5 separate regions of the Mus musculus genome follow, and all the other regions are linked to region 1. Evidence: chromatin contacts called from public promoter capture Hi-C data. All regions are on one chromosome and are shown on one strand. Each heading gives the region's core, a stretch centred on a gene start, on an enhancer-like site or on the middle of the called end of the contact. The rest is flanking DNA. Distances are from core to core; before and after follow the strand shown. Region 1 holds the start of Ascl4 (achaete-scute family bHLH transcription factor 4). Region 2 overlaps Utp20 (UTP20 small subunit processome component). Region 3 holds the start of D10Wsu102e (DNA segment, Chr 10, Wayne State University 102, expressed). Region 4 holds the start of Dram1 (DNA-damage regulated autophagy modulator 1). Region 5 holds the start of Parpbp (PARP1 binding protein).

Evidence for each region. Promoter capture Hi-C pulls out the DNA fragments that hold promoters and counts their contacts.
Region 2: a contact with region 1 is called in a promoter capture Hi-C map of liver, with 7 times the contacts expected there. The contact joins the enhancer-like site here to the promoter of Ascl4 in region 1. A contact is called at or near these places in 5 of 39 promoter capture datasets (the 3T3-L1 cell line, the C10 cell line, hippocampal neurons and 2 more) and 1 of 115 datasets of contacts at active chromatin or transcription factors (forebrain).
Region 3: a contact with region 1 is called in a promoter capture Hi-C map of liver, with 5 times the contacts expected there. The contact joins the promoter of D10Wsu102e here to the promoter of Ascl4 in region 1. A contact is called at or near these places in 4 of 39 promoter capture datasets (hippocampal neurons, liver and pre-B cells).
Region 4: a promoter capture Hi-C map of liver shows a contact between it and region 1, with 3 times the contacts expected there. The contact joins the promoter of Dram1 here to the promoter of Ascl4 in region 1. A contact is called at or near these places in 4 of 39 promoter capture datasets (hippocampal neurons, liver and pre-B cells) and 1 of 9 other capture datasets (adipose tissue).
Region 5: a promoter capture Hi-C map of pre-B cells shows a contact between it and region 1, with 5 times the contacts expected there. The contact joins the promoter of Parpbp here to the promoter of Ascl4 in region 1. A contact is called at or near these places in 5 of 39 promoter capture datasets (the C10 cell line, hippocampal neurons, liver and 1 more).

What each region holds. Positions count from the first base shown.
Region 1 is chr10:85,925,078-85,929,897 of GRCm38.p6, forward strand. It overlaps Ascl4 (achaete-scute family bHLH transcription factor 4), which reads left to right and starts at 2,325. Exons shown (of 1, transcript NM_001163614.2): 1 at 2,325-4,572. The coding sequence starts at 3,414. The coding sequence ends at 3,848.
Region 2 is chr10:88,781,553-88,786,372 of GRCm38.p6, forward strand. Utp20 (UTP20 small subunit processome component) reads right to left here. Exons shown (of 62, transcript NM_175158.3): 27 at 4,438-4,646; 28 at 1,021-1,164. Among named protein-coding and RNA genes, the nearest start is that of Utp20, 43 kb to the right of the region's middle. Within about 2 kb of position 2,834, at least 25 of the 459 cell types and tissues checked have an H3K27ac peak or open chromatin away from gene starts, as enhancers often do. A contact at or near this core is called in liver, where this site is marked.
Region 3 is chr10:83,357,588-83,362,407 of GRCm38.p6, forward strand. D10Wsu102e (DNA segment, Chr 10, Wayne State University 102, expressed) reads left to right here and starts at 2,634. Exons shown (of 4, transcript NM_026579.3): 1 at 2,634-2,786; 2 at 4,460-4,546. The coding sequence starts at 2,672.
Region 4 is chr10:88,354,854-88,359,673 of GRCm38.p6, forward strand. It overlaps Dram1 (DNA-damage regulated autophagy modulator 1), which reads right to left and starts at 2,222. Exons shown (of 7, transcript NM_027878.2): 1 at 1,939-2,222. The coding sequence starts at 2,069.
Region 5 is chr10:88,143,997-88,148,816 of GRCm38.p6, forward strand. Parpbp (PARP1 binding protein) reads right to left here and starts at 2,945. Exons shown (of 11, transcript NM_029249.2): 1 at 2,500-2,945; 2 at 1-99. The coding sequence starts at 96. It overlaps Nup37 (nucleoporin 37), which reads left to right and starts at 2,996. Exons shown (of 10, transcript NM_027191.2): 1 at 2,996-3,076; 2 at 4,166-4,383. The coding sequence starts at 4,228.

The DNA.
Region 1 (4,820 bases), core at 1,075-3,574:
TGTACTGGAACTCACTCATAGACCAGGTTGGCCTTGAACTCCTAGATATCCACCTGCCTCTGCTTCCTGGGTGCTGGTATCAAAGGTGTGCACCACCACCATACACCATCCTCTTTTTATTTTTATTTTTATTTATTTATTTTTTTCGAGACAGGGATTCTCTGTATAGCCCTGGCTGTCCTGGAACTCACTTTGTAGACCAGGCTGACCTCATACTCAGAAATCTGCCTGCCTCTGCCTCCCAAGTGCTGGGATAAAGGTGTGTGCCACCACGCCCGGCGCACCATCCTCTTTTTATTTTGTCTTTTTAGACACAGTCTCACAGGCCGCCCTGACTGACTTTGGGACAGTCTCACAGGCCACCTTGACTGGCTTTGGGACACAGTCTCACAGGCTGCCCTCTCTGGCTTTGACTCACTCTGCAGCCCAGGCAGGCCTTGAACATTCTTTTCTTTTTAAGATTTATTTTACTTTTGAAATTGCAGTTATTTCTTTTATATTTTTCTTGAGATTATAATATAGTCACACCAATTCCCCCTTTCCTTCCCTCCCTCCAAACCTTCCCATATATACCTCCTCCTCAAACTTTTTCAAATTTATGGTCTCTTTTTTTTTATTAATTGTTGAAACATACATATATGGATATTATAAACATATATATTCTTCAACACATAAGTCAGACTCGCTAACACAGCTGTCTAAGTACGAGCAGAACAAGGGCAAACAGCAATAGACACACTACTGTGTCTATAGGGGAAAGCAACAGCAATAGACACACTACTGTGTCTATAGGGGAAAGCAACAGCAATAGACACACTACTGTGTCTATAGGGGAAAGCAACAGCAATAGACACACTACTGTGGACAGGGAAAGCCCCTGAAGCCCCAGCCCTCCCCAGGGAACTACAGGCTACTAAGGATGAGACATAATCTTCCCCCAGAGAAAAGCACACCAACTGGTTATCCAACACCTCATGGTCAGCCCGGAATGCACATCTACAGGTAGCATTATGCAGGCCTTGAACTTGCAGCCATCCTGCCAAGGCTCCCAACAGAGCTGGGATTGTATAGGTAAGCAGCCCAACAGAGCTGGGATTGTATAGGTAAGCAGCCCAACAGAGCTGGGATTGTATAGGTAAGCAGCCCCAGGCACACCCCTGGTCTCCTTTTTAACTCACTACAAATGCTGTGCTTGGTGTGTGTCTGTAGTTACGTATAAACCTGTAGTGATGCATTTCTTTCTGTGGATCAAAGGCGGTGGCATAATAAATATGCTGTGAATTATAATCATTCCTTCCCCAAACACTTGAGTGATTTATGCTTCCACCCTCCTACAAGTCCTCAACACGGGCAGTTGTTAGTCAGCCTTTATCTGCTTTTATTTTATTTTATTTTATTTTATTTTATTTTATTTTAATATAAAAAACAATCCTGACTGGCTTAGAACTTGTTATGTTAACCAGGCTGGCCTGCCTCTGTCTCTCCAGGGCTAGAATAAAAGGGTGTGCACCCCCACACCTGACTTGCAAGCTTTTTCTTTTTTTTTTTTCCTCTTCCCCCAACCCCCACTTGCAGGCTTTTTTATTTGTTGTCAATCTGGGAAATAAAAACAGATCTATGTCATGTTCGTTTTCAATTATCTCATTTTCTCTTGTCACTCTTAGCAAGGAAGTTCAAAATCTTTGACCTGGCCCTATGAAGGAACTCATGGTCTGGGAGTCTACCCTGGCGAATAGGAATGCTTTCTCAACTAGTGCAAAAGTGATGACGTAAGAACTCATGGTGCCACAGGGAGTTGTTTGCCAGTATAAGCCCATAGGGAGCTACATCTAACATGGGACAACTGATACCGAAAAGGAATAATTATTTCTATTTCATTTGCCTCGATGCAAATTTCCAATTGCTTCAGGCTGATCAGTTAGACTGTAAACTTTAGTAAATATAGAAGCAGAGGGCTCCTTTAAAAAAAAGAAAAAAGAAAAAAAAAACCCAACATGTTAGGGCAACACCCTAGCTTCCAGAAAAGAGTCAAGTCTGGTTGTAAATTCAGGGGGTTTTGCCTCTCGTTTTTAAGTTGGACTTTTCAAGTAGAAGATGCCTTTAATGTGTTGGTTTGCAGGAAATCTGATTTTTCCATGCGATAACACTCTTTGACATTAACCAGTATAGTTGGATTTTTAATGACACTTTCATCTTCAAAGCCCTTTACCAGCACAGATGGATTAATTATTCATTTGTGTGTGTGGTGGTGGTGCGGGGGGGGGGGGGGGGGAGGGGGGGGCGGGGCCCTGAGTGTTAAAAAGACAAGCCTTCAAAGCCAAATCCTTTCTCCTTGGGATTGGGGCTCTCTTCTTTTCAAATGTTGTTTTCCAGTCCTCTGGGGAGGAAATAAACTTAATGATGAGTACAATAGGAAAATACTTCGTGCTATGGGAAGATATTGTTATATCCTGAGTGGGATTAGAAGAGGTTGGGAGGCAGGACTAAAGGTGTGTTTACAGTAAGCACTCCGAGAAATAACTGGCTAAAAGTGTTTGTTACTGTTCGGGCTTTTGATGTGTTTTTACAGAGCAGCAGAAGCACAAAGGGCCCCGCGTTAAACATACCTTAGAACACAATGTGCGGATCCTTACATTCGATGCTAAAGTACATATATTTTGTTCTTGATTCCTTTGAAAAGTGTCTAATTTGGTTTTTAAAGATTCTATTTCGCAGAAGAAAACCTCGGGCTTCCCCGGAGGTCCAAGGAGGACTTGACACATCGTCTAACCACAAGAGAGCAGTCTTCCCTTTGATGAGCGCTTCTTCTCCACCTCCCCAGAAATGAAAGAGCAGAGAGGTATGTTTGCAAACACTCTGAAAGCTCTTTCCATCAGACCTGAACGCCGGAAACCACAAAGGGCAGTCAAGTTTGGATTTTCAAGGAGAACGCCGGAGTAAACTTTCGCTCTGTTGGCCAGCCGATCAGCCAGTGCCTGGGGAGGCTCTCTGCTCAATTCCTGAACAAGTTCGGGCTCCCGGATAGCCACACTTGCTGACCCAAGGAGTGAATTACAACAATTGGGCAGCTTTGAAAGATCAATCTGCTTAGAGTGCGACCGTCTATCCAGGCTGGGAACCCTATGTTAACTCTTAAACTAAGATCAGAGGAAGCACATGGATACAAGCGTTGATGAGGCGAGCCCTCTATCTTTGCCCCTTCTTCTCTGAAGCTTTATAAAGACCCAAGAAGAGCAACCTGCTTCGGAAATCATGCAAAGTTCACTCCAAGTGTGCTCAGGTACCTAACTTCTGGACCTAGAAACTTCTCCAGAGACAGACCGGGAAGTCTGGATGGACCAGAATCTCCGCTACGACAGCTTCCAGTCTCGTCTTCAAGGTGAGAGAGTCATCTGCGTGCTTTTTCGCAGAGAATGGAAAAACGCAGATCGGCCGGACTGCTTGCCCTGCCGTCCGCGCTACGTACAGCGCCGCTGGGCGCGCTGCCCGGGAGGGAGCCCTGCAGGGTCTCGGTGCGCCAGGATGCCGCGGACTGCGCGCGGAGACGGCCGTACTCGTCCCTGCCGCTTGGGGGCGTCGCCGAGCCCGCCTTTTTGCGCCAACGCAACGAGCGCGAGCGGCAGCGCGTGCGCTGTGTGAACGAGGGCTACGCGCGCCTCCGCCAGCACCTGCCGCGCGAGCTGGCGGGCCAGCGGCTCAGCAAGGTGGAGACGCTGCGCGCCGCCATCAGCTACATCAAGCAACTGCAGGAGCTGCTGGAGCGCCACCGGCCGGACTGCAACAGCGATGGCGAGTCCAAAGCATCCTCCGGAGCCTCGCCCTGCAGCGAGTCTGAGGAGCGTAGCTAGCAGCATCCTAGCCCACTGGGCTTTCATGGTTGCTTCTCCGGGCCTAGATCTTTAAAACAAAACCAAAAACCAGAAAACAACTAAGTGCTTCTGGATCTAGGAAAGAAAGGTAATTGAATGTTTAGAGAGTTTGGTTTTTTTTTTTTTTTTTTTTTTTTGTCCCCTTTCACCTTCATTGGTTCCGAGTTTGCAGCTTAAAAATGCTTAAGGAAACTCAATTCTCGTATTTTTGAAGCACAGAAGGGCCATCTCAAATCTATGCGGTGATTTTAAAAACACAAAGGACTTTAAGAAACCTTAGCCAGAGAAGAAACACACACACACACACACACACACACACACACACACGAGACAGTCCTTCACGCGAGAGGAACATTCTCACTCATTCCTTCCAATTGGGAAATGCACTGGAAATCTCAACACCTCACTGAGGGTAGGACACTCCATAAGACATTTGTGGAGCATCTGCTGGACCTGAACGTCGCTGTGCTAAAAAGGACAATGCTTGACCTATCTTGCTTCGTCCGCAAGAGGTAGATCGGAAACTTTAGCAGCTAATAAAGTGCCGCGAAGTTAATGATCTTTTTGGAGGAGCTCTGAATGGCCATCTTCTCTCCCGGTTTCTGCCCACTGTTTCTCTTGCCCTTTTGTCTATGTGTTCCCCTGTACAGTTCTCATCCCGTCTAACCTTTGCTTGGAAAAAATAAAAAAGCAAGTATGCTTAGTGCCTTTTGGTGTTTGACACTGACTTGACAAATGGAAAGCAAATATGCACGGTGCCTTTTGGCATTTGAGCTGAATGGAGAGAGCTATGGACGATGGGGTTGGGTTGAACTTGCTACATGTCCGAGCCATTTGTCTTTGAAAGCTTTCTAGCGTGTTGAATATTTAACTATGGTCATTCCTTCTACCTCACCAAAACAGTTATGAATTCTGTAAAACCACTAGATGCTTGTTGACATCTGACGGTAA
Region 2 (4,820 bases), core at 1,584-4,083, 2.9 Mb after region 1:
GACAGATGTGGGGAAACAGAGCAGGGCAGAGAGCACACATAGAGGACAGATGTGGGGAAACAGAGAGGGCAGAGAACACATGTAGAGGACAGATGTGGGGAAACAGAGCAGGGCAGAGAGCACACATAGAGGACAGATGTGGGGAAACGGAGAGGGCAGAGAACACACATAGAGGACAGATGTGGGGAAACAGAGAGGGCAGAGAACACACATAGAGGACAGATGTGGGGAAACAGAGAGGGCAGAGAACACATGTAGAGGACAGATGTGGGGAAACAGAGCAGGGCAGAGAGCACACATAGAGGACAGATGTGGGGAAACAGAGAGGGCAGAGAACACACATAGAGGACAGATGTGGGGAAACAGAGAGGGCAGAGAACACACATAGAGGACAGATGTGGGGAAACAGAGAGGGCAGAGAACACACATAGAGGACAGATGTGGGGAAACAGAGAGGGCAGAGAGCACACATAGAGGACAGATGTAGGGAAACAGAGCAGGGCAGAGAGCACACATAGAGGACAGATGTAGAGAAGCAGCAAAATGGCAGGCACAGTGCAAGGAGTGTTTCCATACTGGAACCAGCTATTTGGGGATTCAAATGGTCAGAAATGACTGAATTTACACAACTAAAACTATTCTCAAATCAAGCTCCTCCCTTCACCTTCTTAGCTAGCTAACTACACTAGTTACCATGACAACCGGTCACAAGCAGAGACATCAGTAAAGAAATGCAGGACAAACAACACACACCTTCCCCTGTGTTTGTTAGAATGAGGGGCTAAGGCAGTTAGGACAGGGTTCTTTAAGGCACACAGTCATATTCAAGCTAACCTTCAGTATATATGCCACTGTCTCTTGATCTTTAGGTCTAACTCAGGGTTCTAACAATCTGCAGAAATGAGTCTTGATGTAAGAAAAAGTAGACAACATTGATGTCTGGGTGGTAGTCTATGCTGGCAAATTAAAAATAAAGGGAGAAGTAGAAGGGCTAGGCAGGATGTAGAAATCCTGGTTTACCTGGGGCCAAACTGTACCATGAAACACAGCATCAATTTCTTCTGCTTTGAACTGATAGGATTCCCAATCCAAAAAGATATCAGTGACCATCTTGATTCCCAAACGTCTTAAATTTTTCAGTGGGTTAATAAATCTCAACTGAATCTGTAAACAAAGATATTTTTCAAACATAAACATCACACATATATACACCTCTCACAGAAACATACATACATACATAACATACACACACACACACACACACACACACACACACACACACTCACTCACACACACACACACCTGATCTCTGTAGAGAGGCACTCTTGTTTGTGTGGCAGGAAAAGAGACCCAGCCTGGAGGAGATGCTATTGGTATTTAATAACACTGGCTGCTCTTGCACAGGACACAGGCTCAGTTCCCAGCATCCACATCCAACTCTAACTCCACTTCTAGGGGATTCAATGTCCTTTTCTGGCCTCTGAGGGCACTGCATGTACACAGTGCACAGATATACAGCCAAAACACTCATATGCACAAAACAATAATAAAAACACGCCTTTAATCTCAGCACTTGGGGAGGCAGAAGGTGGATTTCTGAGTTCAAGGCCAGCCTGGTCTACAAAGTGAATTCCAGGACAGTCAGGGCTATACAGAGAAACCCTGTCTTGAAAAACCAAACCAAACCAACCAACCAACCAACCAACCAACCAAACAGATGTACCCATGTACAGGCACAGAGGCTGGAGAGTCAGCAAGTGTTAACCAGACATCACGTCTCCTTTCCTGTGTGGTGTGAAACCACAAGAATGCAGCCTCAGAGTGGATTTATTCACTGAGTCTCCAACAATGGCATCATACCCATAGTCCATACTTATATGAGGGACTGAAAATTATGTATAGTTCAATATGTGAAGAGTTTTATAAACCCGGGAAGGGCAGACATTATGCAAAGGCAGAATTTCCAATAGACTATTAAAGAATGAATAGGTCTAGATCCAGAGAGGAAGAGGCAAGGGCCTCAGAGTGATGCCTTCCAAACAAATAATGTCAAAAGCCTCAGAGAGAACTCAAACTGACTACCTTTCTACCTGATCACTATATTGTGGTTGTTAAATATTTAAATGGCAGCACTTTTATATATGACCTTATTTACCTACAGCTTTACCTAAGAATCATCCTAAAACTTAGGGCAACAAAGAAAATCCTCTTACGTAGTTAATGACTTTTTTTTTTCTTTTGGTTTTTCGAGACAGGATTTCTCTGTGTAGCCTTGGCAATCTTAGAACTCACTCTGTAGACCAGGCTGTTCTCGAACTCAAAGATCAATTTGCCTCTACTTCCCCAGTGCTGGGATTCAAGGCATGTGCCACCACCAAAGAATGTCAAGTCTGTTTCTAAGGCACCATGAATAAAACTAAAGGAAGGTACCTGCCAGGAAAAGTCAACACTAATCAACAGATATCTAAACATACAGTAACTCATTTTAAATTCAAGGGACTATGAACAAGGGTACTCTTAATCTGCTGCATAAGCACAAGGATCGTGAAACCTCACACACGGTCTGCCCCGATCCAGTCACCGACTAACAGGCAGACTCAGGAAGTTACACAGTTACAAGCCACTCTGACCTGCTTCCACTCCATTGTGAACACCTGATGTCCTTTGAATCAGGTTTGGTAGAAAAGAAAATCTACGATCACTGATACTTTTAAAAAACTGATAACTTTAAAAAATCATCTGGAGCAAACAACAAACCAGTGTTAGGAAACAAGACCTCAAATAGTGCCCCACTTTGCTCCATCCCTGCTTCTCCCCAGGCCAGGACAGGCACATCCTATCCATTTGTAGAACTATTGTTCCAGCTGTCCAGTTTACTCCATGATTGCTGACCAAACTAGAGGAAAGCTGGGAAATAGGCAGTTGTAGATTTTATGTATATTTATGTATGAGTCACTGCTTCAATGTACAAACATCACAAAACCATTTACAACCTTAACAACACACACTTCACGTCAGCCAACACCCCAGAGGCTATCAGAGCCATAAAAAGCAAGTGTATAACTGAGCTCAAACGCACACTCAGACAAAACCACCATGGGGCGACTTACTATGCCTCTTAGAGGAACTCCTTGGACTTGTTTAAAAGAGCAAGAAGCCCCACATCCGTGAAAAAGCTTAACACCTCACTAACTAATGAACCATGAAATTGCACAAAATGATCCTCTGAGTTACGAAACACTGGCTTGGGAGCCAGGCCCATTACTGAGTAACTTCTAAGTTAATCAAAAGTCCAAAGGATGAATCTTTATGAAACTTGACACCCTTCATGACATAACATGTGCACAACACTTCAGCTTGCTCTAAAGCACAAGTGGCAAGTGTCATCTTCTCTTTTAAATCTGCATACAACACAATTTTCCATGACCTCTTTTCGGTGTCACCCTTGGCTTCTCTAAGCAAAGCCTCTTTCCCACAAAGCAACCAAGGCATTTTTCCCCCTTTTTGACTCAGGGTTGTACTATATAGTCCTTGCTCTCCTGAAACTTAATATATAGACCAGGCTGGCCTCCAACTCAAGAGATCCACCTGCCTCTGCTTCCAGAGAGTTGGCTAGCACACCTGGATAAAACAGCAATTTTTAAAAAAAAATGTAGCCCAGGCTAACCTCGAACTCATGGTCCTCCTTCGTCTGCCTCAAGTGAATCTTACTGCTATGTCCAACCACAGCCGACGTACAGCAGTGTCTTTATCAATCCCCTGTTCAAGGTGTGTCGAGAGTCCCCAGCAGGCAGTATGTTCACTCTCTCATGTAGGTCCATGTTGTAGCGCCAACCTTACTTACTGAATGCTCACTGCGCTCCAGACACCTCTGCTTCTCTCTTCTTAGACCATACCATACCTGTGCTACCTCAGGGGTCAGCTCTGGTCAACCATTCATCATCAAGGCTGGTTTATGTCTATCCAAAAAGCAGCTTAAGACTTTGACAACCACTTCTACTTAAGACTGCATTTGGAAGGCACTGGATATATTATGAATCAACAGAGACGGCTCAGAGGCAAAAATCTGAGGCTGGATCTTTACTTCAAATCCCAACTACTCCAAGAAGCCTTCAGTGCATTATAATGTGCATACGCACTTCTCCACGTTCTCCAGAGTAAGCTCAGGGCCATATTCCTATTGTATCAGAACAGGTATGGAATACAGTTCAACAGAAAACTGTAACATTCTCCTCTCAGTAGTCGGCCAGCTAACTCACCAGTCCTGCTTACCACGCTCCTTATTTATTCAAGACACTGTGCTGGCTTCAGCATTAACTTCTAAACAGACCATGGGTTCTGTCTGAACATTAGGGTTACAGAAGGAAAGACATTAGTGACTCCAACCCAACTCCCAAGACAAACACTCAGAGGCAAGCATTTACTGCGACCTCTCACCTTCTCTCGCTGGTCGAGGATGTGGGAGACAGTTGCTGTCATACACAGTAGGATCTGCAGGATCTTGGGAAGGTATGTGCTGATGAGATGACTGATGTTCTTTAACACGACCTCCAGGCTGTTCAAGACGCCGTGCTGCCGCCCCACAGGAAGAACTTTAGACACATCTAAATCCTCTACTGCCTGGATGACAGCAGAACAGCAGTCTCCTAGTGAAATGGAGAGGATGTGCCATGAGGTGAAATGTTAGTCTGCTGCTGATCACGGCATCCTCCCCAGCTCCCTAAACAGCACAGTTTCTCTAGTGATGTGTTAGTTACAGGTGCCAGCATTCTTCTCTCAGGTACTGTCTCCCAACTCTTATCAGATGCTCAGGGAGCTGT
Region 3 (4,820 bases), core at 1,384-3,883, 2.6 Mb before region 1:
AAATGAAGTGGGAGAACTGACTCCCTCAAGTTGTCCTGACTTCCTGTCATGTGCCCCTGTGCCAAGGCATGTGCCCCACCACACACACAGACACACACACACACACACACACACTGTGCACACACACACACACACAGAGTTGGGTTTTTAAAAAAAAATTTTTAAGATTTGTTTATTTATTTATTTATGTCAGCACACTGTTGCTCTCTTCAGACACAGCAGAAGAGGGCATCGGATCCCATTACATATGGTTGTGAGCCACCATGTGGTTGCTGGAAATTGAATTCAGGACCTCTGGAAGAGCATCCAGTGCTCCTAACCACTGAGCCATCTCTCCAGCCCCACAGGGTTTGTTTGTTTGTTTTGTTTTTGGAGACACAGATTGACTATGCAGCTCTGGCTGGTTTAGATCTTGCTATGTAGTTCAGGCTGGCCTTAAACTCACAGAGATCCACCAGCCTCCCTGCCTTCTGAATGCTAGGATTCAAGGCACTACTTGAATCAACAACTGCATATTTACTGCTGCTCCTGTTCACACCAGACATGAGGTGGAAGGAACTCAAATGTTCATTATCAGAGAAAACACACTGTTAGCAAGTCCTGGTAGCAAATGCCTGCTTGTAATCTCAGCACTTGGGATTAAGTGTTTGAAGATCGATAGCATGGAGTTCAACTATATAGCCTAGGTTATACAGTGTTCCCCCCAAAACAAATCCCTGCCCCGCCCCCCAAAGAAAGTGTGGTACAAAATTCAAGAGCATATTATTCAACATTAAAATTGAAAGATATCCTTTTCAATAAACCTTGAAGACATTCTTCTCAGTGAAATATGCTAGTTACACAAACAAGAGTTTATGATTCTAGTTACACGGAAAGAGAAATTATTGGGTTTGGGGTGGGAGCTGAGACAACTCACTTCAGAGATGGAAGCTTTAAAAACAAAAGCTTTATTTTCTGAGCACTCAGGGAGGCAGCTAGTATGGGGTCTGAACCTCGTCCTGGAAGGGAGATTGTACTTTTTGTTTTGTTTTGTTTTTGTTTTTCGAGACAGGGTTTCTCTGTGTAGCCCTGAGAGGGGAGCTGGGGGGAGCTGCAGTCTTATCCAATTGTGTTTTGACATTATAAGTTAAACAAGGGAGTACTGGGCCATATCCAGGGCACCTGGTTTCAAGGCCCTTAATTCCATTAGGTGCAGAGCTCAGAGTGATAAGGAAGCAGGGGTGGGGTGGGGTGGGGTGGGGGTGGGGAGGAGTGGGTCAGCTGCATGTAGTTAACTAGTGCATACCAGGCAATTAGTTATATATTTTTAAAACTTACACACCTTGATTTAGATAATAGCAATTCCTCTGCTCTCTACCAGTTAACAGACAATTAGGAAAACATGTAGACTTGGGACAGGTGTTCGTTCCTAGGTCTGGGAACATGAACTTGCTTGACCCTGCCAGCAAGATGGAGAAGTTGTCCCTGAGATGGCTGGACTCAGATAACTGTCTCCTTACACATTGTCCCTGAGGAGATGCGTTCACACAGACAACTGTTTACAACAGAAGCTGTTCTGATATAGGGAAGTCCCCAGCTTCCCTAGAGACTGGGACCGTGAATTAAGTTTCTCCCTATGATTAAATGGGAGTCTGGAAATGAAATGGTAGCACTTGGAATACGTTTCTTTCGCTTGTTCTCAACAAAACCATGAGCATTGGGTCCCAGGGGCAGGAAGAGGGGAGGAATGGGGTTTGTCATTCAGGGGTTTTGTTTCAGCTTTTTAGAAATGAAGGATTTGTTTTTCTGTAGGAGACCAAACTCAGTGCCTCACTCACAGCTCTACCTTTTAACTACCACCTGGAACAACCTTTTAGGATTTTGACATGACAGTGTTCCAAAGGCATGCTGTATATATAGCAACGTAAACAGCATTCTTAACACTTCTGGGTTTTGTGTTTACAGTTAAATAGTAAACTAAGCTGGGGTCTGGTCATCCAGACCTGAAATCCAGGCTATTTAGGACCTAGGTGGACTTTGAGTACCAGGTCAACCGGGGTAACTTGGTGAGGCTTTAACAAACAACAAAGTATGGTAATGGGCGGCTGTAGATTTAAGTACACGGAAATGGAAGCTGGAAAATGGTGATTTTGAAGTCAACCTGGGCCAGCCAGGATGACAAAAAATAAAATATAGAAAATGAAAAGAAACTGGGTGTGGTGGCTCCCACCTCTATGGCATCTGGAAGACTAAAGCAGGATTGCTACAAACTGAAGACCACAGAAACCTCCCCAAACAACAACAAAAATGGAAATAACGACAAAGGCCTCGCACCACCTTCTTCATGCTTGCATTTGCTTAGCTTGACCAAGCCGGGTTGATTCTTTTCTAACAACAATAAAGGAGGAGACTAGGGCTAGACTTGGGCTGGGGTAGACTAGGCGCCTGACACGTGCATCCGCAGCGCTCCGCCCACGCAGTGTGGTGCCTTGTTCCCATCCTCCACCCCGCCTCGGCCCCACCCCCGCTTCCGGTTCCCGTGGGTCTGAACTTCATCTCTAGGCGCGAGCTCTGGCCACGCACCCGTAAGTCACCGCCCACCTCCTAGTTTCGGCCAATTGCTGCCTTGACCCCGCCCCTTCCCCGTGCCTTCCTATATCCGGGCTTCTTTCAGTGGCGCTGGGTTGGAAGCATGGAGTTCCAGGGCGAGCGCGGGACCGGTCCTGGTGTTTCTTCGTCTTCTGTAGCCTGCTCGCAGGTCACGGTGTCCAGGGAGCTGCTGACGGCGGGGAGCGAGGGTTCGGGAGGTGAGCGACGGTGGAGAGCGGGGTGGGTTGGAGGGACACGGAACGCTGCTGGGTCAGGGACACTGCGGGACCCGGGAACGCTACTGGAGACACTGCAGGAGGTTGGGGATGCTACCGGGGACCGGGCACGCTGCGGGGTTCTGGGACACTGAGGCGCCCGAGACGCGGCAGGGCCGGGGAAGCCAAGGAGCTCGAGACGCTGTGGGGAGTCGGGGGTCCGGGTTATTGCGGGGCCGCGGACGCCGAGGAGCCAGAGACCCTGCGATGGCTAGGGATGCCGGGGAGCCTGGAACGCTGCGGGGGTATGGGACACCGAGAGAGTCCGAGACGCTGCGGAGGTCGGAGATACCGCGGAGTCTGGGACGCTAATTGGGAGGGGATGCCACGGAGCCCGAGACGCTGCCGGGGTCTGTCCGGGGTACGACTAGGCCAGCCCGGCGCTGGGCGGTGGTGGTTCTTTTTTTTTTTTTCCTCTACCTGCCAAGCCGGTCCAGGCCAGGTGGTCCTTGTAGAGTTCATTAGGAACCGCCCAGCCTGGCAGCATTTGGAGAGGCAGAGGCAGGCGTATTTTTGAGTTCGAGGCCAGCCTGGTCTACAAAGTGAGTTCCAGGACAGCCAGGGCTACAGAGAAACCCTGTCTCGAATAAACAAAGAACAAAATACAAAAAAAAAAAAAAAAAAAAAAAAAGTGGGCAAAGGCTTGAGTCTTCAGTGTTTGTTGCTTGGACTGGGCAGTTGGTTTGTTTGGAAAGGTGCAACTCGGAATAATTAATTTTTTAAATTGAGCACCTTCTAGGTAGGAGAGCTAGGCAAGTATATTCTACAAAAAAAAAAAAGCCCAGTCTGACTTGCCCAAGTCTACATAACCGTTTCTGGTTCTCTGTATTATGTACCTCTGGTATGTGGAGGGGGCTATTCTCTCTTCCTACTATGTGGGGAGTGAATAGCGCTTCCAATTTGGGAGGCAAGCACTGTGTCCATAAAACCCTCTTTTTGGGCCCTATTTCTGACTTCTGACTTACCTTTTGTGTGTGTGTGTGTGTGTGTGTGTGTGTGTTTCAAGACAGTGATTCTCTGTGTTGCCCTGATTGTTCTGAAACTTACTCTGTAGATCAGGCAAGCCTCGAACTCTTGCCTGTGCCTCTTAAGTGTTGGGATTAAAGCATATCTGAATTTCTTAACTAAAATCAAAGACTCATTGCAGGTCTACATTTTGCTAACTGTGCTGTTTAAAGTTGTGCGTTGTGCATCCCTGTTGCCTTAAGAGGTCACAAAGTGTCGAATGCTCTGGTACTGGAATTATAGTCCAGTTGAGCCCCCATGTGGGTGCTAGGAATCAAACAAGAGCAGCTAGTGCTTGAGACATAGCCTTGGCTGGCCTGGAGCACAGAGATCCACTTGCCTGTCTTTTGAGTGTGCCCTGCCATGCCTAGTCCCCCTCCCTGTTTGTCAATGTGTATTTATTAGATCAGTACTAGAGGTTGGGGAGATAGACGTACAGACAGGAGTGTTGGCTCCTCCTCTGTCAGAGTTAGGGGTGGTTCAGACTTCAGGCTGTGCTGATGGGCCCGGCTCTCACAGTTCTTTGGTGTAGAGGCTCATCTCATTTCTGAGTTGCACTTGTTGCTCAGGGCTGTTTTATGCCATGAATTGTTTTGTGTGTGTGGTTTCAGGTATCTGGGACCAGTTGCTCATCAGCTCTAAGCCTCATCCCAGAAAGACCTCTACACTTCAAACAGTTCGGATGCAGAGGAGCCCTTGTAAGTACCTAGTTTCTACTCTAGAGGGCACTCCCCCAATTGAGGCTAGTTAATCCATTATTTGATGGGGACAGTCTGTCTTCATGGCACATATCAAACCGTAGAATCAAATATATTGTGTAAATGACTGAGGAATAGAATTTCTCATGTTAATTCCCTGGTTGCAGGCTTTTTGTTTTTTTTTTTTTTTTTTTTTTTTTGTTTTCAGAATAAAAGGTGTTTTTGAAACCCCAAAAGGCCCAGCTAGCTATGGTCTAGTTAGCTTTGTTTTCCT
Region 4 (4,820 bases), core at 972-3,471, 2.4 Mb after region 1:
TGTTCAGTATGTCACAAGTGTGTCACCTCATTCAGCTCATTGCTCCACTCTGGTTATCTCCCATAGATAACCAGATTCACTTTAAGGGAATGCCTTAAACTGCATCCGACACAATGGTTCCAGCCTTGCCTCTGACAGACTGGCTGGATCCATATCACATAGTAGCTGGGAGTGAACTTCAGATCTAGGAAAAGCATAGCTATTACGTCCTCAGGAGGGGAGCAAGGACGAGAAGAGCTCAATCTTATACACGTCCAAGCGAGTGGATTGTGGTTCATTAATGAGAGAAGGGACACAGGTGCTGGCACCCAGGACTGAGATGTGCTCTGAGGAACCATTCCAAGGGTTTTTCAGGGACACAAGGCCAACTACTAAAGTCTTCTTCAGGGCTGGAGAGATGGCTCAGAGGTTAAAAGCACTGACTGCTCTTCTAGAGGTCCTCAGTTCAATTCCCAACACCCACAGGGTAGCTCACAACATCTGTAACGGGATCTGATGCCCCCTTCTGGTGTGTCTGAAGACAGCTACAGTTCTCTGTCTCTCTGTCTCTGTCTCTGTCTCTGTCTCTCTCTCTATATATATATGTACACACACACACACACACACACACACACACACACACACACGCACATATAATCTTTAAAGTCTTCCTCAAAGGACACAGATACCCAGATACCCGTCATTTAACATGGAAATGTTAAAGAGGATCAAGCTGTTGTGAGGCTATGCCAGTACCTGGCAAATACAGAAGTGGATGCTCACAGTCACCTATTTGATGGAACACAGGGCCCCTAATGAAGGAGCTAGAGAAGAACCCAAGGAGCTGAATGGGTCTGCAACCCTATAGGTGGAACAACAATATGAACTAATCAGTACCTCCCCTACCAGAGCCGTGTCTCTAGTTGTATATGTAGCAGAGGATGACCTAGTCGGCCATCAATGGGAGGAGAGGGCCTTTCTTTTGAAGATCATATGCCCCAGTACAGGGGAATGCCAGGGCTAAGCAGCAGGAGTGGGTGGGTTGGGGAGCAGGGTGGGGGGAGGGTATAGGGGACTTTGGGGATAGGGTTTGAAATGTAAATGAAGAAAATATCTAATAAACAAAAAAGGAGGATCAAGCTGTTGTCCCAGCTGTGGATAAAGGACCCTCAGGAAAGACGGAGACTAAGTAGGAAACAAAGTAATAAATAAGGGCAAGAAACTTCACAGGTTTTGACAACTTGAGGACTCTGACTTTAGAGGCACCAGGTCCAGAGGAGTATGAGGCAGGTCCATCCTAAAGGTGCTGCTGTTGGCACAAGGGGTCCAGGGTTGCTTTTACGCCAATGACCTACTGGTGTATCTCCACCAGTTTAAACCTCCATTTTCTTTCATGGAAAAGAAATTTTAGCTGTTAGAAATGAGCCCCCTGTGGTGGTGAAGACTTTTAAATCCCAGCACTAGAGAAGCAGAAGAAGGTAGACTTGTGTATACCACCCTAGACTTCAGGCCAACCTGGGCTACATAGGGAGATCCAGTCTCAGAGACAGAGAGGGGGAGAGGGAGGGAGGGGAGGAGCCAGGAGTTGTTGGGAAGAGAAATAAGTGAGCGGTTTGCCACATGCCTGGATCTACTTACAATAAATGGTATCTTAGGAACTCTCCTTGTCTGAGTGTCACCAAAGAAGGCTCTCCCCAAGATTTTATCCCATACCCCAGGTCTAAAGGTGCCACCAGCTGTCTAGCTGTCTGCTTGATGCGCGGCTCTGAGCACTGTTTCTCATTAAAGGCAGAACCCACACGTGCTTCCTGACTCTCTAAACTTGCCCGGGGATCCCAGAGATTATCTTGTCACACCTTTCCACTACCTCAAGAATTTCCACTACCCATGCCTGGCTTGCACGCCTTCCCTCCCTCTCAGCTCACCTGGTCCCTCCCTCACGCTCCTCTTGCCCCTCACCTGATATAGGGGAGAAAGGGGTTGACGTGCCCAGAGAGCACCGCGACCACGTAGGAGATGATGAAGGCTGCGGACGACCAAGTCACCAGGAGGAAGGGGACGAAAGCCATTCCCCTGAGGAAGCACAGCATCGCGGTGAGAGGGCGCTGAGCTCGTCGGACCAAGAAGCTGGCTTGCTGCGGACTGCCTGGAGGCGGTGGCCAAGACACAGACAGCTAACGGCGCGGCGGGACAGAGACTCCGGGACGGCCGGGACAGGCCCAGCCCCGGAGGGAGGGAAGCGCTCAGAGACCCGAGGGCGGAGGGCGGACGGGCAGCCGGGTGGGTGGGGCGCGGGCGGTCCTGGCTTGTTGCGAAACCGGTGAAGTCACAAAGCGGCAGCCTGGTCCCGCGGAGCTAGAGCGCGCAGCCACCTCCCCGCCCACGCCACGCCACGCGGGACCGCTCGGCTTCCTTTCGCTTTTGCTTGATACAGCGACGGGTGGGTGCGGCGGGAGACGCGGGACCCCGCGAGGCTGGCCAGCTCTTGGGCAAGTCCCGCCAAACTGGCTGGATTCCCAGCTCCTCCTTCCCTTGGGGGTTTTTCCTCTGAGCCTCTCTCTCCAGCACCCACTGAGCTTCCTTCCAGAGCCTTGGCCACCAGTGATGCGCACCCCATCGGGTCCCGCTATGGGTTCTGGGGTTCAGGCAAAGGGGCTCAGTGGTGTTTGGGCCACTGGGCATGGACGTCACATACACCTTTGTGATAAGCAGCGGGAAAGCCAAATCGCATAGTAACCAGGCCTGATAGCACAAGTCTGTCATCCCTGCTGCCTGGCTACTAAGGAGGCTGAAGCAGGAGGATCACAAGTTCAAGGTCTGAATTCGCAGCTTAGTGAGCCGCCCTCTAAAGAGCTGGAAATTTAGCCCAATGGTAGAGCACTTGCCTAGAATGGACAAAGGATCTAATTCAGGCAAGTGACAGAAAGGGTTGGATCCAGCCCTGGCCCACCCACCAAAAGCTACTTGGAGTATATATCTGTTCCCACCAATTCTACTTGGAGTATTTATTTCCTAGCAGCAAGACAAGATGACTTGATCCATTTCAGATCCACCCAGCCAGACACCACCTAAACCAAACCAATTGGTGTTCCTGAAGCACTGGCCAGCTCTGCGGGTCTGAGCTATAGTTTGGGAATTCTGAGCCCACTTTTGGCCATAGATGACCTAATACAGGTTCATCTCAGCCACATAAATGTGCCTTGTGTGCCATACCATGCTAGGGAATAGCCTACAGGGATTGTGAGTTCCTGTCCTGACTTCCTTTGGTGATGAACAGCAATGTGGAAGTGTAAGCTGAGTAAACCCTTTCCTCCCCAACCTGCTTCTTGGTCATGATGTTTGTGCAGGAATACAAACCCTGACTAAGATACAAGGTAAAGCTGTATACCCAAAGACAAATGCAGACTACTTAAGGGATTTTTGTTAATTACAATGAATATGCTAATTTTGAGGAAAGCCAGCATAATGATGATTCATTTCAATTGCCAACTTAATGATATTAGGAGATACCTAGAATATTAATGTAACACACCATGGATGTGTCTCTGAAGGCATTTCCCAAAAAGGCTTAACTTCAAGCAAGCAGCACCATCCCATGGGCTCTGAGTGAATAAAAAGGAGAGGAAGAGAAAGCCAGGGGAACATTTTCTCCCTCCCTCGGTGCTTCAGATCAAGTTGGTCTACTGTGTGACTTGCCTGCCATGGTGGGCCGAATTCCTGTGAACTGTGAGCCAAAATAAGTCCTTCCACCTTTAAGCAGCCTTTTCTTAGGTAATTAGTCACAGCAAGGACAGTAATGACTGCAAGTGTGTATGGGGACTGACAACCAAAGGCTGCTGGTGCCAGAAAGCAAAGAGGCAATTAAATCCAAGGCAACACCAAAATCAATCTATTTAGACTTGCCAACAAAAGCATGTCTTGGGTTTCAGGAAATTAGATCATATCGGTCACAATGGAAGACGGAAGGGTTGAACTGCTATGCTATGCAAAAGCCTGCAGCCAACTTTAGGTACCTGGGCTTTCTCTTTCTCCCACTTCTCTATAGGTTTACATATTTATATTGTGTGTGCACACATGATAGCTTGTGCTCAGGCCATGGTATGTGCGTGAAGGTCAGGGCTACTTAGAAAAGCCGAGTCTCTCTTTCTACCATGTGGGTATGCGGATTCTGGGGAATCAAACGTAGAACATCAGGCTTAGCCACAGAGCTCTCTTGCTGGTCCCCAACCAGGACTTTCTCAAAATCTATTCACATGTCAAACATTAGCTAAGAGACGCAGGTTCAAAGGTCTTCATCGGCCTTTGTAGAGACTTAGTCCTTAAAGAATTTGGAATAAGCTTATTAGGTTTTTTTGTGGTTTTTGTTGTTGTTGTTGTTGTTTTGTTTTTGCAATTTTGACACAAGCTATGGTTATCTGAAAAGAGAGAACATCAACTGAGAAAATGCCTCCTGCAGACTAACTTGTAGGCTAGCCTGAGGGGCATTTTCTTGATAAATGGTTGATACAGGAAGGTCCAGTCCACAATGGATCATACCACTACTTACCAGGCAGTCCCAGGTCATATAAAAAGAAAACTGAGCGCATGGAGAGACAGCTAAGTAAGCAACGTTCCTCCATGGTCTGCTTCGGGTCCTGCCTTAAGTTCCTGTCATGACTTCCCTCTGTGATCAAGCTTTGCTTCCCTGTGGAGAAAGGTTTTGGTTGGTATTTTATCACAGCAAGAGAAACCAAACTAAATAGGATGCATGCCAGGACCACCTGGCAGGCAGGACAGCAGCTATGACCCATGTAATGATAGTCATTCATAGCAAGCTGGATCCCTACAGGTATACAACTATA
Region 5 (4,820 bases), core at 1,695-4,194, 2.2 Mb after region 1:
GCATAACGTAGTTCTTTCAGAGCTACAAAGAGCACGCCAACTCCTCCTAAACTCTTTAATCATACCCAAGACGGGCAGCTGATTAAGCACAGCCATCCTCTTAGAGAAGAACAGAATACAATGTTAAAGTGCCTTGTTTTAATTGGAAAGTAACATTTAACATGTGTAAGCAAGCATGGTTAGAAAACATAAGCAGTGAACAAGAACTCATTTTACATTTACCAAGAGTGCTTTTAATGAAATTTTAAAAACCAAATAATACCATTTCTGCCCAATCATATTTTCCTCTCCTTTAGTTTTCTTAAGCCAAATCTTTTGAAATCATAAAAATCCAACCTTCAATTTTGAAAATTCACATAAAACAGACATGCAAATTTGTAATTATAGACACAGATGTCACTAATTAAATCTGTATTTTAAGATAGTTGTTTTGAGACAAATGGTACTATATGTAGTAGATTTGGGGTGGGAGTGTATTGTTCCAAAATAAATGGTTTTCTTTTCTGCTCACTTGAATTGGGAACAGTCTTAGACTTGATTTGAGTAGTAGACTATGAAATAATTAGAATTCTAAGCCTAGGCTTTAAGAGGTTTGTGTGAAATAGTTACTATAGCAAGGCTCTAAAAACTTAGATTCCAGTAGAGTTTCCATTAAGAGTATTTAACTGTGCTGAACTGTTTTTATAAATCATATGTGTTTTATGATGAACACCTAATTTCCTTGACTCTGGTCTCTTTTGGTACATGTTGGACAGGGCATGCCTATGAGTCTACTCCCCAGTAAAAACTCTGGCAGAGTTTCTAATAACTTTCCTCAATAGACAACATTCCCCATGACTGTCACAGCCTGTGTCTGGGAGAACTAAGCATGACTCTCTGAGGACATTGAGAAGCCTGGGCTTGGTCTCCCTCAATCTACTTCACATGCCTTTTCCCTTCACTAACACTACCTTGATCCTTTTGCTACAGTGGTTCCCACCTGCAGCTACACCTCAATGTTGACTTTCCTGCTCCTCCTAGCAAATGACCCCTCTGGGGAGACCTAACTCCCAAGCCCGGGTAAGGTGCTGAAGAAAGCATGCAAAGAGAAGTAAGGTATTCCTGCTGCCAACTGATACAACTCACAGCCATGAAAGAGGCAGCTTATCCTGGGGAGACCCCATCAACATGGAAGGTGAGCCGGCAGCACCAGTCATCTGCTCAAGGCTAGCAGAGGAATCAATAACTTAACCAGCCCAAACTGCCGACCCACAGATTCAAAGCAAATACTCGGTTGCTATTGTACAGTGACTATGGTTTTTGATGTTTTGTTACACAGCAAACTGATAATAAGCCAACGAACAAATGAAGCTTCTTAGTGCCAAATACTTTCCATTTAATATTAATTACTTTGTTCCATCTCCTGTGTCCTGATGATGTCAGTCTACAAATGTCTGGTTTTGACACATGAAGAAAATAATGTTCAATGACACGAAGCTAGTAAATAGCCAAAAAAGCATAAATTCAAGATTTCTAAGTTTTCCCTAACTTCTGCATGCATACAGAACCCTTTCAAAATAAGCCTAGATGTGTCTGTATTCTAGGCAGCCATGCTATGGAATCAGTCCCCTCTCTACTTCCAGTCTTCTCTGTGTCTCTTTTTACAAGTCTGCTGTGTGTATATGTTCGCCTTTATGTAAGCACATGTGTATGGAGGCCCAAGGTTGACACTGAGTGTCTTCTCCACTGCTCTCCACCTTGTTGACTTGCCCCGGCATCACTTGTCTACACCTCTAGCACACTGGGGTTGCAAGCAGACTACTACACCAGTGTCTCCGTTAGCCCTGGGGATTTGGATTCCAGTCCTCATAGCTGTCCAGGCGCTTTATCCAGTGAGCCACCTCCCCAGGCCTCACTCACAATTCTCTGATGAGCACCTAGGTTATCTCCTATTTATCTCTTAAAAAACAAAATTGAAGAAGACACAAAAGCATGAGCTATGGGTGATATGATTAGTTTGCCTGAAATATTTTTTTTTTCCATCAACCATTTAAACATGTAAAACCATGTTTAGTTCTAGATCTGGCTATTCACCAACAGGCATCTGGGCTGGCATGCCAATATCCACTGTAGTTCCAGCTTTTCCAGGGTTACCTAACTTTAGATCTGGCTGCCCAGGTATAAGAATGGTCACAAAGCAATCAGGACTATGCCGCCCCCTCTGTTCTACCTCCCAGCCTGTTGTGAAGACTCGATGAGACGCTGGATATGAACAAAACAGAAGGTGTCAGAGGGAATAAACTCTTGCTTTTAAACTGGATTCAAAGTGCACTGGAGCAGAAAATCTGAGACAGGTAGTTGTCGCTGGAAGGTAAAGTGAGAGAGCACCACACTTAGCTAACTATCCCTGCCACCACACCCCTGCATTAGCTGTACCTCGTGATTACCACAAATTTCTCCACGTCCATAATTGGGACTACTTAACAGAATTATAAGGCACCAGTGAAGGAAATAGCCAACCTCCTTATTGCCAGCACTTAGCAAATCTCCATTAAAAGATGACAGGTGACAGTTATTCTTCTTGCCTGGTCCGGAATGGCCCTCTGAAGGATGCAACGACAGAAAATCTGAGAAGCCTGCACTCGTCGTGTGCCAGATCCCCGATCTAACGGACTAAAAGAAGATTTTGATGGGTTTCGGTCTTGCCGAAGCCCTAGCGTCTTTTTTTCCACGGGACACCGTGAAGTCGGGGCGAAGCCACTGCGCAGACAACGCCACTGGCTGGCACGTCGCTGTCACCGAGATGCGTTCGCAGAGCAGCAGCCCGAATGCCCACTGGAACTGCGACCCGGGGGCACAGAAGAGACCAGACCCACCTCGTCCAGTGACCCAGGCTGGGTGCAAGCGGAGGGAGGAGCAGCGCAGCCAGGACGCCGGAAGGCAGAGGTTTGAATCGCCTCGGCGTCCCTTTCAAATCTCGCGGCACGACCTGGGAACCAATCGCCGCGCTCGCCCTCCGACCCGGAAGCAGAGCGGGCGCACGCCCTGGCCACCTATGGTCGGGAGAGCCTTGCCCAGGTCGCCTCCCCTGCTTTAGGTGCGTATCGAGTGCGGTGACCGGGGATCGCCAGCTTGTGCTGCTTCCCCAGGGGCGCTTCCCTGTTCTCCAGAGCTCTTCCTTGTGACCTCGCGAGGTGGGAGTGGGTTTTCTCGGGCGACGCGTGGGGGACACAACTCCAGGGACCCTGGGAATATTGACCCAGGGCTTTAAAGACCTGGAGGTCAGGGGTTGCCATCAAATCCGGACCTCAAGTCCCCTGCATGCCTTATACCTCTCTGCTCTATGGTCTTCTCACCTGCCGGTCCCGCGTAACATGTGTCCAGTCTCTCTGAGATGGGACTTAATCTGAAAAAACTCAGCAGATAACTCAGGATTTTACGTGTTCTTTCTTAGCCTAGGGTGCCTCCTTTTCATTAACAACAAAGTAAAAATTAATTTGCACGTGAGAATGCTATTTCTACAGTACACACTACCTGTCTCGAGACAAATTAGTTGAGGATTGTGACAGGTGTTAATAACGTTAGTATCACACATTACTCCAGAGCCTGTATTTTTTAATCTCCTTATTTTATTGCATGGGTAATGGTTGGTTATAACTATTGCTACCTGATATTATCCTTCAAGGCTCTTGGACTCCATGTGTCTTTAGGCAGGGGTGGGACTTTCCAGTTCATCGGACCCTTGATAGTTCAGGTGGTCTGTCAAATTAGAATGTTAAAGGTCATATAATTCGAACAAATAATGTAGCATAGTCCTGAGATAGGCAGGTGTGTGTATTTGTGTTTTCTCTAGCATGTAGGCCCAACACATGCTAAATCTTTTAAATCCTCAACCTGTTGACGAACTTGGCAAATTTCTTCATAGGCAAAGAAGGGACTATTGGTAGTACCGGCGTTTATGGTACTCTTGCATATGACAGTGTCAGTACAACTTTCCAACTACAAATAGTGCTGCATCTCTATTGCTTAATAATCTTAGGACTCTATTTGTATTAAATTTATTCATGTGTGTGTTAATATAAGCAGACTTCTCTTTTGAGCTGGCTCTGACATTGCTATACCAAGCCCCATTATGATTCTTCTGTTGAATGACAAACACTTTGTAAATTTTGTTTGTGATCCACAGTTTCCTGACAGGCAATAAACAACTATTTGATTCTTACAACTGCTCCAGCTTTGGGATACAAGATGAAGCAAGATGCTACAAGAAATGCTGCGTACACCGTGGATTGCGAAGATTATGTGCACGTGGTAGAATTTAATCCCTTTGAGAGTGGAGATTCAGGAAACCTGATTGCATATGGCGGCAGTAATTATGTGGTTGTTGGCATGTGTACGTTTCAGGTTAGTCCACAAACTATACGGAGTGACAGTAGAGATACTTTATCAGTAATGTGTACAAACCAAAGCTGAACTTAAAAGTATGTTGCTTTTAATACAAGAAAAAAAAATTTTTTGAAGATCTACAGGGAATTCCCGTTACTAATTGTTGAGACATGTGTATACATTATATAGATGATAGATGTAAAAACAATGAAGGTCTTCTTTCACCAATGATTCGTAGAGGTGTATTCTGATAAAGTCCAACATAACTGAGCACACATGTATTTCTATGTATTAGATACACTTCAGATTTCCCCACATCATTCTGTCATAGGAAACAAGGTGATACTGAAAGGCTAAACAATTATCTTCCAAGAAATTCCTAGCTTTCATAGATAATGTTCAGCTTTCCTATTAGCTTACTTTCACACCTTGTGTATCTGCAGCAGATATTCATA